Regions from separate parts of the Mus musculus genome. Here region 2 is linked to region 1. The links are chromatin contacts, called in public ChIA-PET maps. All regions are on one chromosome and are shown on one strand. The core of a region is the stretch at or near the end of the contact, and the rest is flanking DNA. Distances in the headings are between cores, read along the strand shown. Region 1 overlaps Iqgap1 (IQ motif containing GTPase activating protein 1). Region 2 holds the start of Zfp592 (zinc finger protein 592).

Region 1 (6,095 bases), core at 1,553-4,052:
AACCAAACCAAACAAAACAAAAACCAAAACCAAAACCGATGGATGGAGTTGGAGAGTGGCACAGTGGTTAAAATCCCTGGCTGCTTTTCCAAGGCAACCAGCTTCAATTGTCAGCACCCACGTGGAGGCGCACAGCTGTCTGTAACTGAAATCCCAGGGACTCCGATGCCTACGCAGGCGTACAGGCAGACAAAGCACTTACACACATAAAATAACAAATCTCAAATTTTTACTTAAAATGTCTGCACCAGCTTCTTTAAAATGTGCTGCTCTGCCAATGTAGGCGTTTTCTGAGAGTAAACTGGAAGTGCATGGGCGACAGAAGTTGTCTGTCACGGTCAGTCTTCAGTTGTCTTTGCTGAGGACCACCCCCACTCACACCCCGCCCACTTCCCTGCCACCCTGTGGAGGCCCATCTTCTCCCCATGGTTACTTTTCTTAGCTTTGATGTCCCTGATGCCCATTAACATCCCTGTCTTTTTCCTAATCTTCCCAGGGTCTCCAAAAAGCCTAGGGAAATGAAAGGCAAGAAAAGCAAAAAGATTTCTCTGAAGTACACAGCAGCGAGGCTGCATGAGAAGGGCGTCCTTCTGGAGATTGAAGACCTTCAGGCAAACCAGTGAGTGTTTGCTTTGTATGTTACGTAATGTTTCTGTGTGTGTGTGAGAGAGAGAGTGTGAGTGTGTGTGTGTGAGAGAGAGACAGAGACAGAGACAGAGAGACAGAGAGTGTGTGTGTGTGTGTGAGAGAGAGAGAAAGAGAGAGAGAGTGTGTGTGAGAGAGAGAGTGTGTGTGTGTGTGTGTGTGAGAGAGAGAGAGAGAGAGAGAGAGAGAGAGAGAGAAAATGAAGCCAGGTGACCAGTGTCAAGTGCTCTTTTCCTCTTCACACTCCACCTTATCGTGTGTGCACACATGTGCTAGTGTCTGTGTGTAAGTGTGCCATTGTTGGGCGTGCTGTTCCTCTTCCCACTGCGTTGTTTTTGGGGCGAGGCCTTTCACTGAACCTGGAGCTCATCTGTTCTGCTAGGCTGGCTGGCCAGCGAGCTCCTGGGGTCTGCCAGTGCTCACCCCCCTCACTCCCTGCTGTGGTTGCAGGCTTGCGCTGCTGTGCCCAGATGTTTACATGGATGTTGGGCATCTGATCTGAGGTCCTCATGCTTGAGCAGAGTGGACTTCACCTGCGGAGCCATGGCCTCTCATATGTCCATTCTGACTTTGTTCTAGAAGCTGGTTTTAAAATTTGAATTTATCACATCATTATCTCATTTTTCTTATTTCTCTTTCTAGGTGGCTCTTTTATGTATTTTATACATTTATATATAAATGTTTTTTAATGTGCAGAGTGACATTTTACAAAGTTCTGAGTGCTGGGATTAAAGGCACGCGCCACCACCACCCAGCTGAAAATGTCTTTTTTTTTTTAAGGATTTATTTATTTATTATATGTAAGTACACTGTAGCTATCTTCAAACACACCAGAAGAGGGCATCAGATCACATTACAGATGGTGTGAGCCACCATGTGGTTGCTGGAATTTGAACTCAGGATCTTCGGAAGAGCAGTCTCAGTGCTCTTAACCGCTGAGCCATCTCTCCAGCCCTGAAAATGTCTTTTTTAAAATTGCGTCTATTTTATATGTGTGCACCCGCATACACCATGATTGATATATCCGTGGAGCTGGGTGCAGGAGTTGGTTATCTCTCTCTGCCTCATGGGTCCCAGGGATAGAACTCGGGTTATCAGGTTTGAGGACAGGAGCCTTTATTCCCCAAGACTTTGCCACCTGAGAATGAATTTCTTTTCCTCCGTTATGGGCAATAGACATTATATCTATTATTAAAAATGTCTCTTTTATAATAATTACAAATTTCCTTTGTTGGCCTGGTTTAGAACTAACTCACTCTCTCTCTCTCTCTCTTTCTCTCTCTCTCTTTTGTTTTGTTTTTCAAGACAGGGTTTCTCTGTGTAGCCCTGGCTGTCCTGGAGCTCACTCTGTAGACCAGGCTGGCCTCGAACTCAGAGATCTGCCTGCCTCTGCCTTCCAAGTGTTGGGATTAAAGGCCTGTGCCACCACGCCTGGCTTAAAACTCTTAATTATACTTTTTGACTATGTTATTGTAACTGTGATAACACTTATATGTCAGCCAGTGCTTGCATTAGATTGAATGAGGGCCACCTTTTTTTTTTTTTTTTTTTTGAGATAGTGCCTGGCTCTGCTGCCTAGGTTGATGTGGCCTCAACTTATCTCCCCCCTCAGTCTTCTGCACAGCTAGGGCTACAGGCACACAGCATCACGCTCAGCTTTTGGTTTGTGGTGGTGGTGATGAGGCCTCACTGTGTAGCCCAAGCTGACCTTCAACTCATATCCTCTTCCCTGAACCTTCTCTGTGCTAGGATTACAGGCATACACTGCCACTCTGGGCCATGATTGCTTTTTAAAATAGTAAATGCCTACGGTTGAATTTCTAATCCAAGAGTGGTTTTTAAAGCCTCCGGCAGCCACCACGCTCTTTATGGGCCTTGCATCTGACTGCATTAGTTACCTCACATAAGTGAAGCTGTGGACTTTTTATCTATTGTCACTGGCTTGGCCATTCACTTAACATAATGTCCTAGAGATTTAACCACATGACAGGATTTCCTTCATTTTTAAGGCTGAATAATATTCTATTGTCTGTGTGTACCACATTTTGTTCAGCCCTTCATGCATTGATGGGCAGGTGCTGTTTCCGACTCGAAGCTATTGTGAGCAGTGCCGCACCAAACAGGTGCGGACCTCTCCCTGCGTGCCTGCTTTCTTCCTGTGTGTACCCACAAGTGGGGTGGAGGGAGGGCCACATGGTAACTCACGTTCTGGCTGTACGTGCTCTGCAGTACTGTTTGTCATTGTGGTTGCAAATCATTCTGATATATTGTTGCCATAGTGGTTGCAAATCGGGCTGATACCTTGTTGCCATAGTTCCAGCAGGACTGGTGAATGTGGGTAAGAGCCCAAGCTACTGCTCCCTGCCAGCCATGATCGTATAAAATACCTCCGTAAGGGCTGGAGAGATGCTCAGTGGCTAAGAGCACCCCGGCCAGAAAGCTGACAATCATCTGTAACTCCAGCTCCGGGGGTCCGATGCCTGATTCTGGCCTCCATATAAATACATGCTCACACACGCAGACTACACACACACACACACACACACACACACACACGCACACACACGCACTCTTTTTTTTTTTTTAAGTTTATGTTTCTTAGATTTCTGATTGAGGGGTTGTGTTTTTAGCAGGTTTGATTTTGGTGTGATTTGAGTATGGCTTGTGATTCCCCCCCCCCCCCCCCCCCCCCCCCCCCCGCCAACCCCCGGTCAGTTTTTCGACTGATTCTGTTGTGGTGTTTGGTTTTTGTGTGGTTGTTCTGACATTTGCAGTCCCCCAGTCTCTGACCTAGATTCTTCCCGTCTGTCTGTCATCATTTCCCACTAATCTTCCTGTGCCCCTCTGTTTGCATCTCTTCTCTCTCATTTGCTGCTATGGGCATAGACACTAAAAGACTTACCAAGTGCATTCACACTAATTACTGCACAAAGCAATTATCCGTAGGAAGGAGGCGTTCCAAGCAGGTAAGGTGAAACCACCCCGTTTCTGAGCACGGATGCTGTGAGCGCTCCTTTATCCCCTTGGAGACCTCTTGGGCACCCTTACTGGTTCTTCACTGTCTGTAGTGGGCCACAGCTCTACGGAGCTCTGCAGATGTGGAGTGATTGCTCTGTTCTCCTGGGGAGCAGCATAATCGTACTTATTGCTGGTGCTGTGTGGTTTCCTGCCTAGGGCCGTGTGTACTCATCCTTAAGTACATACATTCTCAGTCCAGTAAAGCAACCTTGCTGACCCCTCTGCTTCCTCACTCATCTCTCACAATCCTCAAACACCCTCCCCTTCCCCAAGAACTGGGTTTCTCTGTGTAGCCCTGGGTATCCTGGAACTCACTCTGTAGACCAGGCTGGTCTCAAGACTCAGGTATCTCCCTGCCTCTGCCTCCCGAGTGCTGGGATGGCAGGTGTGCGCCACCACACCCTGCTCCTTTTCTCACTGACTTTTGACTGTTGCTTCAGGGCGGGGCCATCTGGTCTCACCATTTCAGGCTTTGGTGGCCTTCTCATGGGCCGTCTTGGAACAAATTGCAAGTGCTTCAGGGAGGGGTGACCATTTCTCTCTCCAGGTGTCAAAGCAGACACCACAGCAGGATGCTTTTGCCAATGGCGCTGCCGCTCCAGGCGAACTTAGGTCCAGAATCTACCCCTAGTGCCCCCTCCCCCATCTCAGAGTCTCATTACCTAAAAACTCAAAGCTCACACATACGGTGTTGTGTTTCAACAGATTTAAAAATGTTATCTTCGAAATTGGTCCAACAGAAGAAGTTGGAGACTTTGAAGTAAAAGCCAAGTTCATGGGAGTTCAGATGGAGACTTTCATGTTGCATTATCAGGTGGGTGTGCACAGGCTCAGGCGTGACGCTCTCCGATGAGGTGGGAGAAAAGATAAGGGAAAGCCTTTGGGGAGAGCTTTGTGTATTCAGAGAGCTCGGTGGGCGCCTAGTTGGGAGAAGCTAAGGGCTTGGGGAGTTGGGTGTGGTCTGTGTCCTCTGAGAGTCGTCCTGTGCGGATGCTTTAGAGTGCTCTGACACCTGAATCTTCACTCCAGCCCTGATGAGCTGGTGCCCTGGCCTTGAAGGAGGTACCTAACCACCAGTGTTAGCAGTAAGAGATTCTTTGCTGCTCTGTACTTGAAATCTCTCTTTGTTTTCATTTTTATTTGATATGGATACCTTTTGTTAGGGATATTACTAAAATTTGTGAACACATTGCCTCGTTGTAACTCTGAATCACATTTTAAATTCAAAATTAACTCTGTAGCCGTTTTATAACGTAGCTGCCCCTAATTTATTTTTAAGTTTCTTTTTTTTTTCTTTCTGGTGCTTACATTTGACCCTCAGCATTGTGCTTGCAGGCTGTTTCCCACTGAGTTCAATTTCCAACCCCAAATACCTGATTTTGGGGAGTGGGAGGAATCTTATGTAGCCCAAACTATCCTCAAATCCACTATGTAGTTGAGTCTGGCCTTGAACACTTGACTCTCCTGTTTCTCCCAAATGCTGGGATTATAGATATGTGCCACCATGCCGAGCTGCCTAAATATCTATTTTTGCACATTAAAAAATGTACCAAATAAGGATGGTGACACGCACCAGTAATCCAGCTCTCAGGAGACAGAGGCAAGAAGATTCAGAGTTTGAGGCCAGCCTGGACTTCATTGTAATTCCTGGCCAGCCTGTATAGTGAAAGCAATCTTCAAAATCCAAAGCCAGAAATAATCAGACAATTGAAAGGATTCATGAGCGGTGTCCAGACCCAACTATGTGTGTACCACATAGTAGACCTCTTACGGTTTTTGTTGGTTGGTTTCTTTTTCTTTTCTTTTTTTTTTTTTTAAAGATTTATGTATTTATGTATGTAGCTGTCTTCAGACACACACCAGAAGAGGGCATCAGATCCTATTACAGAAGGTTGTGAGCCACCATGTGGTTGCTGGGAATTGAACTCAGAACCTCTAGAAGAGCAGTCAGTGCTCCTAACCAGTGAGTGACCTCTTCAGCCTGGTTGGCTCATTTCTTTTGCAGTGCTGAGAATCAAACTTTGAGCCTCACACATGCTCTACTGCCAAACTGCTCTTCCATGTCTTGCCACACCCTGCCTTGCTTGCCACTGCCGTGGTCTAGCAAACCAGGCTGGTGCCTCTCTGTGAGCAAGCGTTCCGCCTTCTGCACAGGATGCTCTCCCCTCCTGGAATCAGCCTCCCTCCCTCTGCTCCCTACCTGCCTCCTGCCTCCATCAAACAGTGAGCACTGGCCCGCGCTGCCCCCCTACAGCCGCAGTGATGGCCCTTCCCCTTGACTCAGCAGCCCTGAGACATCCTCTGTTGACAGTGCGAGCTGACTCATTTCCCTGCCACCCCCAAAACTGGGAACTCCTAAGACAGTATGTCTTAGTCATCTGTACCTCCCTGTTGGTAACCAGTAGTCTCTCAGCGCATATTAATTCAGTAAC
Region 2 (6,095 bases), core at 2,471-4,970, 270 kb before region 1:
TACCCTCCAGGTGCTAGTATTACAGGCCTGGACTACCACAATTTGTTCCCAATAGCTCATTAACCACCACTGTATCAGAGAATTTAAGCAGAAATTCTAATTCACTGTTAAAATAATTGACTTTTCTTAGCTACTCTACTGAAAAGTAAATAGTGTCTAACAGTTGTCACCTTGTAAGTTCTAACATAGCATCAGAACAGAGTGAAAGTCAGTGTTAAATGACTGATCTCGGCGGTTAAGAGTACTGAGTTCAACTCTCAGCAACCACATGGTGGCTCACAACCGTCCGTAATGAGATCAGATGCCCTCTTGTGCTATGTCTGAAGACACCAACAATATACTCATATACATACAATAAATAAACCTTTTTAAAAAATCCTAACTAAAGTAGGTTTTAAAACAATAATTGATCTTATGGAGCACAGCATTGGCATCAAGAGAAAAAGGAGCTCGTTACACAAAATTCACTTATCACAAGGTGTGACGTGGCGGTGCTCAACTTTAATCACAGCACTTGGGAGGCAGAGGCCAGCCATACACCAAGGAACCCTGTCTCGAAACAAAACAAAACTGATTTATCTATTTAATCTTTTCCAATATAGCTAAGAATTGGTATTTTATGAGTTATGGGAACTAATATTTGAACAAGTGCATTCTATAGCTCAACTTGATCTGCATAACTCTATGAAATACATACTTGCACTGAAGATGAAGAAACTGGGGCATAGGAAGGTTAGATGGCTTAAGCCTATAGTTAACAAGTGTCAGGAGTAAAGTGGAAAGTCCTGGTGTTGGAGATGGCTCAGTGGGTAAGAGCACTGACTGCTCTTCCAAAGGACCCCGGTTTAATTCCTAGCACCCACATTGCAGCTCACAACATATCTTTTAACTTCAAGATTTGACATCTTCACACAGACATACACACAAATAAAACACTAGTGCACCTAAAATAAAAATAAATTTTAAAAGAAGTAAAGTCCTGTAGTGTGACTCCAAAGCCAGAGAGCACTGGAATCAGGTGGGCCAGGTTTAAATTCAGCCATGTTACAATTGCACGGTGGACAAAGCACCTCACCCTCTGAGCTTGTTTCCTAGTAAAATGGACATGAGAACCTTGTCTCCTAGGGTGTAGAGTAGTAAGGTAATATACACAAAAACCATTCCCATGGGTTCTCCCACACAGCAGACACTCAGAAATGCTACCTCATTTTCCCTTCCTAAAAGCTGTAAAGACCTTACAGAGGACAGGATGTCCCCTATACTTGAGCTGTTAAACAGAGAAGAAATCCTTGCCTTATCTAAGTCAGAACAGAGCTGGGGCCAGGGGCCTTATAAAATGCAAATACTCCTAATTACCCTAAGCTACAATTCAAACTAAAGAGGGAAAATGTCCCCCCTACACCACAGGCCTGGGTGATCAGACAGGCCCAGCTCTCCACAGACCTTTATCTCCCCTCTCCCCTCTCTTTCTTCCTCTAGCCTCACGAACCTCTTTCACTTCCTCCAAGTTGCCAAACTGAGTGCTGCTCCCCACATGGTTAACGCTTAAGCCTTCTTTGGGTCATATGGTGCTTCTTCAGGGAAGGCTTCCCTGAGCCCCCAATTCAAATTATTCTCTTTCCTCATCTTTTTCCCCCTTGAACTCATCAGAGTTTATAAATTTGATGTTGCCATTTCCTTCAGAGTATTGTTCTAAAAACTACTCTGGGGCTAGGACTCAGAGGAGAGGCAGAGTCTGTGCTTAGCAAGACTCTTACTAAGGCTGGACTGATTTCCCCCACTGCAAAAACAAACCACCAACCTGCAGCACACACACACACACACACACACACAGAGAGAGAGAGAGAGAGAGAGAGAGAGAGAGAGAGCTGGCTCACACATAGAGCCCTTCTTAGGGCCTCTGCCATTGTAATATTAACTAAATCCTCACTGAGCCTAAGAGTGATGGTTATCCCAGCATTCAAGAGGCTGAGGCAGGAAGATCTAGATAGGCCAGTCAGGAAGACATAGTTAAACTGTATATACAAAGAATAAAACAAAAAACTGCCACCTCCCTTTGCCTCAGATTCAACTCTCTTTCTTTTCCTCTTCCCTGTTAGTATCTGGTTCTTTGTAACACACTCCGTGTTTACTAGACCCTGTCCTTACTGTCTTCCCACATGTTAGAAGGAAAGCTGTACAAGGACAGTTAGTTTTCATTGCTCGCCACATGGAAAACATGTATTTGTTGACAAATATTTTCTTATTTCTGGACTTTGTCTCTAGGTCAAGATCTCCCACACTAAAGTGGAGGTATCTTTCTGGTTGACACAGTATCTCCAAAACCTAGTTCTGTCATGGCGCATACTACAAATACTCAGAAAAAAAAATGTTTTCAGTTAGGCATGGTTGCCTGAAGTCCCAACTACGGGGGAGGTTTAAGACCGGAGCTTGGTGGCCAACCTGGTTAAAAGTGGAGATGGGGGGAGGGGTAATGAACCAAAGCCATCTTCAGTGGAGCTGTAGAAATGGTCCAAAAAAAAAAAAAAAAAAAAAAAAGCACCAGGCTCCTTTCTCTTTCCCACTGTAATGTACCTGTCAGTTTAGCAAATAGACTTCTGAAGTCCCACTCAGCACCCATCAGGCCAAGCACATTGTGTGCTCAGCCGGTGTACACCTGACACAATCACACTCTAGCTCCTACACGAGCACAGGCCACGGGCAAACCCTGGTCCAAACCCATTTTACCCACCCGAATCCCACTCTCCTAAAGCAGAAACTATCTAGGCTTGTCCTGGCTACAAAGCATGCTCCCTGGGTGGGCCTGTAGGTTGTTTCAACCCTGGACTTTTAATGTCACCTCTGGTCTGCTCGTAAAAATAGTTAAAAAAAAAAAAAAATACCTGACCACCTCCAATAATCTTAGGTTCTCAAGAGCAGGCATACCTAAGGTCATACGGACCCCTCCCCCTCACAAAAGCTGCTTCAAGGCCAGGAGGCCATCTGTCCAGCAGACGCTCTCCTGTCCTCCCCCTCCCCGGGTCACACGGAGCCTTTCCCCACTAGCCCCTCGGTTGGCAGGAAGAGACCCCGCAGAGAAATCAGTTCAAGCCTGATCAACAGGCCTGGTCACCCCCCCCTAAGCACCCCAACTCTGGAGGAGGAAGACTTGTCTGCCCCGGGAGAAGGAACCCCCGGGGTCAGAACTTGGGCGAGGCTGAGGGGGAGACTGAGGGGCGCCGAGGAGGGCCGATGTTCTAAGTGTCTGCCCAGTGACGGCGCCAGGTCCTCGCGCGGCGGGGACCGTGGAGCTGACAGGGCGTCCCAGCCTGGTGAAGTGCACCGTTATCCCTGCCTGGGCCGGGGGCTCGGCGGGCGGCCGCCTGTCGCGCGCGGGACGACAGCGGAGTGCCCGGGCCGCCCCGATCGGCGGGCGGCGGCGGCGGAAGGGGTCCGGGCCGGGGGCGGGGTAGGGTGGTGGCCAGGGCCCGCCTGGCGGCGATCGGGGGAAGTGGCTGCCGCCTGGGGCGGCGGGCAGGGTCCACCAGGCTGCAGGGCCGGGCCGCGGCGCGGGCAGAGCCCGCTCCTCTCAGACTCCCCTGCCCGAGCTGGAGCGGCCCGGATGGTGGCCTCGCCCCGTCCAGGCGGCGGGGGGCGCTTACCTGGCGGCGGCGGCGGCGGCGGCAGCGACAGGCCCCGGGCTCGGCCGCGCGCGTCCCCAGCGCCGGCTGCGGGAGCCACAACATGGCGACGGCGGTGGCGGGCGGGGCTGCGGCTCCGGGGGCGGAGCGGGGGCGGGAGCCGGGCTGGCGGCGGGACCTGGCTGAGGCCGCGGGTGGGAAGGGCGGGCGGAAGGCGACTCGGGCCTGGGCACCGGCCAGGGCGGTGCGGCTATAGAGCTGCCCCGGCCCGGCCCGGCCCGGCCTGGCCTGGCCCGGCCCCGCGCCTTCCGCCTCCCTCCCGCCTCAGGCTGGTGCGACCCTGGCTACGCTGACTCCGGGGAGGGGCGGGGCGAGGACGGCGCAGGCAGGACCGGGACTCCGACCTGGGCTGGCTCCCGCCGCCCTTGGCGCGGCCTCTCCCGGCCACCTGGGCCCGGGAAGCTCGGACGCGCCTCTGAGGCCTCGGTGCGGCCCAGGCCGCCTGCCGGAGGGACGCGTTGTACCTTCGCGGCTATGGGCCGACCGGACGCCGAGCGCCTCAAGAGCTCGGAAGAAGTCGTCTTCGCGGAGAGCTGGGCGAGTCGGGCCTAGGCAGCACTGCTAAGTGAAAGGAAGCAGGAGGGCAGTGGGCCTGGGCACTCAGGTGCGCCTTAAATGGCTACTCGTCGCAGGATGGAAGGACATGCTTGCGGGCGCGGGGCGCTCAGACGTGTTACCTCTGGGGGAGCCAAGGGACGCTCGGAGAGTGGAATGGAGGTGGAGGGGTTGGGGTGGAGGGAGCTGATAACCTCTCAGGGTGGACTGGCAATTCGCAGGCTCACCAGGGAGGCTGTGACTCCAGGGCAAGAACTCGGAGAGGCGGCCGACAAAAAAATTACCAAGTTGACCCGCAGGACTTTCCAAGAACCTGGAGTCCCTTGGGGACGCGATAGTAAGGCAGCAGGGTCGGACGGTGGGAACTGGCAGGCCAGTTCTGGTGCCAGGCAGGATTGCTAAGCATGAGCAAATTCCTCCCGAAGAAACCAGGAAAAAGCCCACACTTGGCAAAAGGGCCAGAGCTGACATTCAGCTGAGTCTGCTGTGTGCCAGGACCCGACAGAACCCAACACCTGCATGAGGAGTGCGGTAGTGATGAAGGAGTGAAGGCAGTTACGAGAAATTATTCTTTCCAGAAGTTTGGCAGGGAGAGGAAGGGAAAACTAGCCTCCATCTTAAGAAGGAGTAAAAAGAAAGGTTTGTTTCATTTGTTCCAGTTTGAGAGAGAGCGAGAGCTCAAGGAGCCAAAGACAGAGTCATTTATAGTTTATATCCCAGAAAGATGGGAAATGGGGAAGAGGAAGTCCAAGGAAAAGGCGTGTTGTCCAACAAGATTCGAAAGATGAATAAAGATAGAAATATTTGTCCCGTGCGGTAGTGCATGTGTGTAATCCCAGCTCTTGGGAGAATGAGGCAAGATGATTTTGAGTTCAAGAGCAGCTGGGGTTACACATTGAAAGACCGCCTTAAAAGCCAAGAAAGAAAGGATCTTGTTTATTTGAGGCAGGTTTTCTCTATGTGTAGCTCTGGCTGTCCTAGGACTTGCTCTGTAGACCAAATTACCTTCCAACTCCAGAGACCCACTACCTCTGCTTTGTGGCGCTGGGATAGAAGGTATGCACCACTATGCCTGGCAGGACTTTTTATTTATTGTAAGTTAGGGAGGCATGCAATTTTCCACAGATGAGCTACCAGGATAATCCTAGATGGTATCCATAAACAGCTAAATTCTCTGTCTTTAATCTCTGGCTACAGTTGGTTCAAAACCCCATACTATGGTGGCATGAATCCCTGTAATCTCGGCATTCTACTCCTGAAGGTGGGATAATCAGGATTTTAACGCTCATCTTGGTTTTATGTATATATCCACCTTGAGACCAGCTTGAGCTACAGGAGACCTTGTCCCACCGCCGCCTCCCCAAAACACAAGAACAAAACCTGTACCACTTAATAGAGAAAATGGCATACTCAGCAAATCTGATATCTGTAGAAGTTTCTGAGGTACTTTCCCCCCCTAAATGTCTGTAGTCCCAACTTGTTTGTTTTGTGTGCATTCCTGTGTGTGAGTGGCGGTCAGACTCAGGAGTCAGTGTTCTGCTTCTGCCATGTGAGTCCCAGAGATTGAACTTGGGTCATAAGGCTTGGCAGCAAGAGTCCTTGTGCACTAAGCCATTGTACCAGCACTATCCCTAAACCTCTTGTTGAAAGAAACAAAACAACAAAAAGCCCTTTCCTTTTCAGAAAATTTGTCTCCATTCCCTGGTTATCACTCCGTTTATCCCTCCTCCGCCCAAATAATGTGCTACACCTGTGAACAAAATGCCCCAAATTAAAACGTGTTAAATTAGTTTATTTGTAGCCATTAAACCATGGTGAGGGGCTGGAGAGCTGGCTCAGTGGTTAAGAGTGTAGGCTGCT

The links. ChIA-PET counts read pairs in DNA pulled down with a chosen protein or histone mark.
Region 2: an RNA polymerase II ChIA-PET map of effector CD8 T cells shows a contact between it and region 1, with 4 times the contacts expected there. The contact joins the promoter of Zfp592 here to the enhancer-like site in region 1. A contact is called at or near these places in 1 of 39 promoter capture datasets (pre-B cells), 3 of 115 datasets of contacts at active chromatin or transcription factors (acute myeloid leukemia, effector CD8 T cells and fetal liver) and 1 of 9 other capture datasets (adipose tissue).

Annotation. Positions count from the first base shown.
Region 1 is chr7:80,715,393-80,721,487 of GRCm38.p6, reverse strand. It overlaps Iqgap1 (IQ motif containing GTPase activating protein 1), which reads left to right. Exons shown (of 38, transcript NM_016721.2): 36 at 497-619; 37 at 4,369-4,477. Among named protein-coding and RNA genes, the nearest start is that of Crtc3, 30 kb to the right of the region's middle. Within about 2 kb of position 2,802, at least 31 of the 459 cell types and tissues checked have an H3K27ac peak or open chromatin away from gene starts, as enhancers often do. A contact at or near this core is called in effector CD8 T cells, where this site is marked.
Region 2 is chr7:80,991,309-80,997,403 of GRCm38.p6, reverse strand. Zfp592 (zinc finger protein 592) reads right to left here and starts at 3,720. Exons shown (of 10, transcript NM_178707.4): 1 at 3,642-3,720.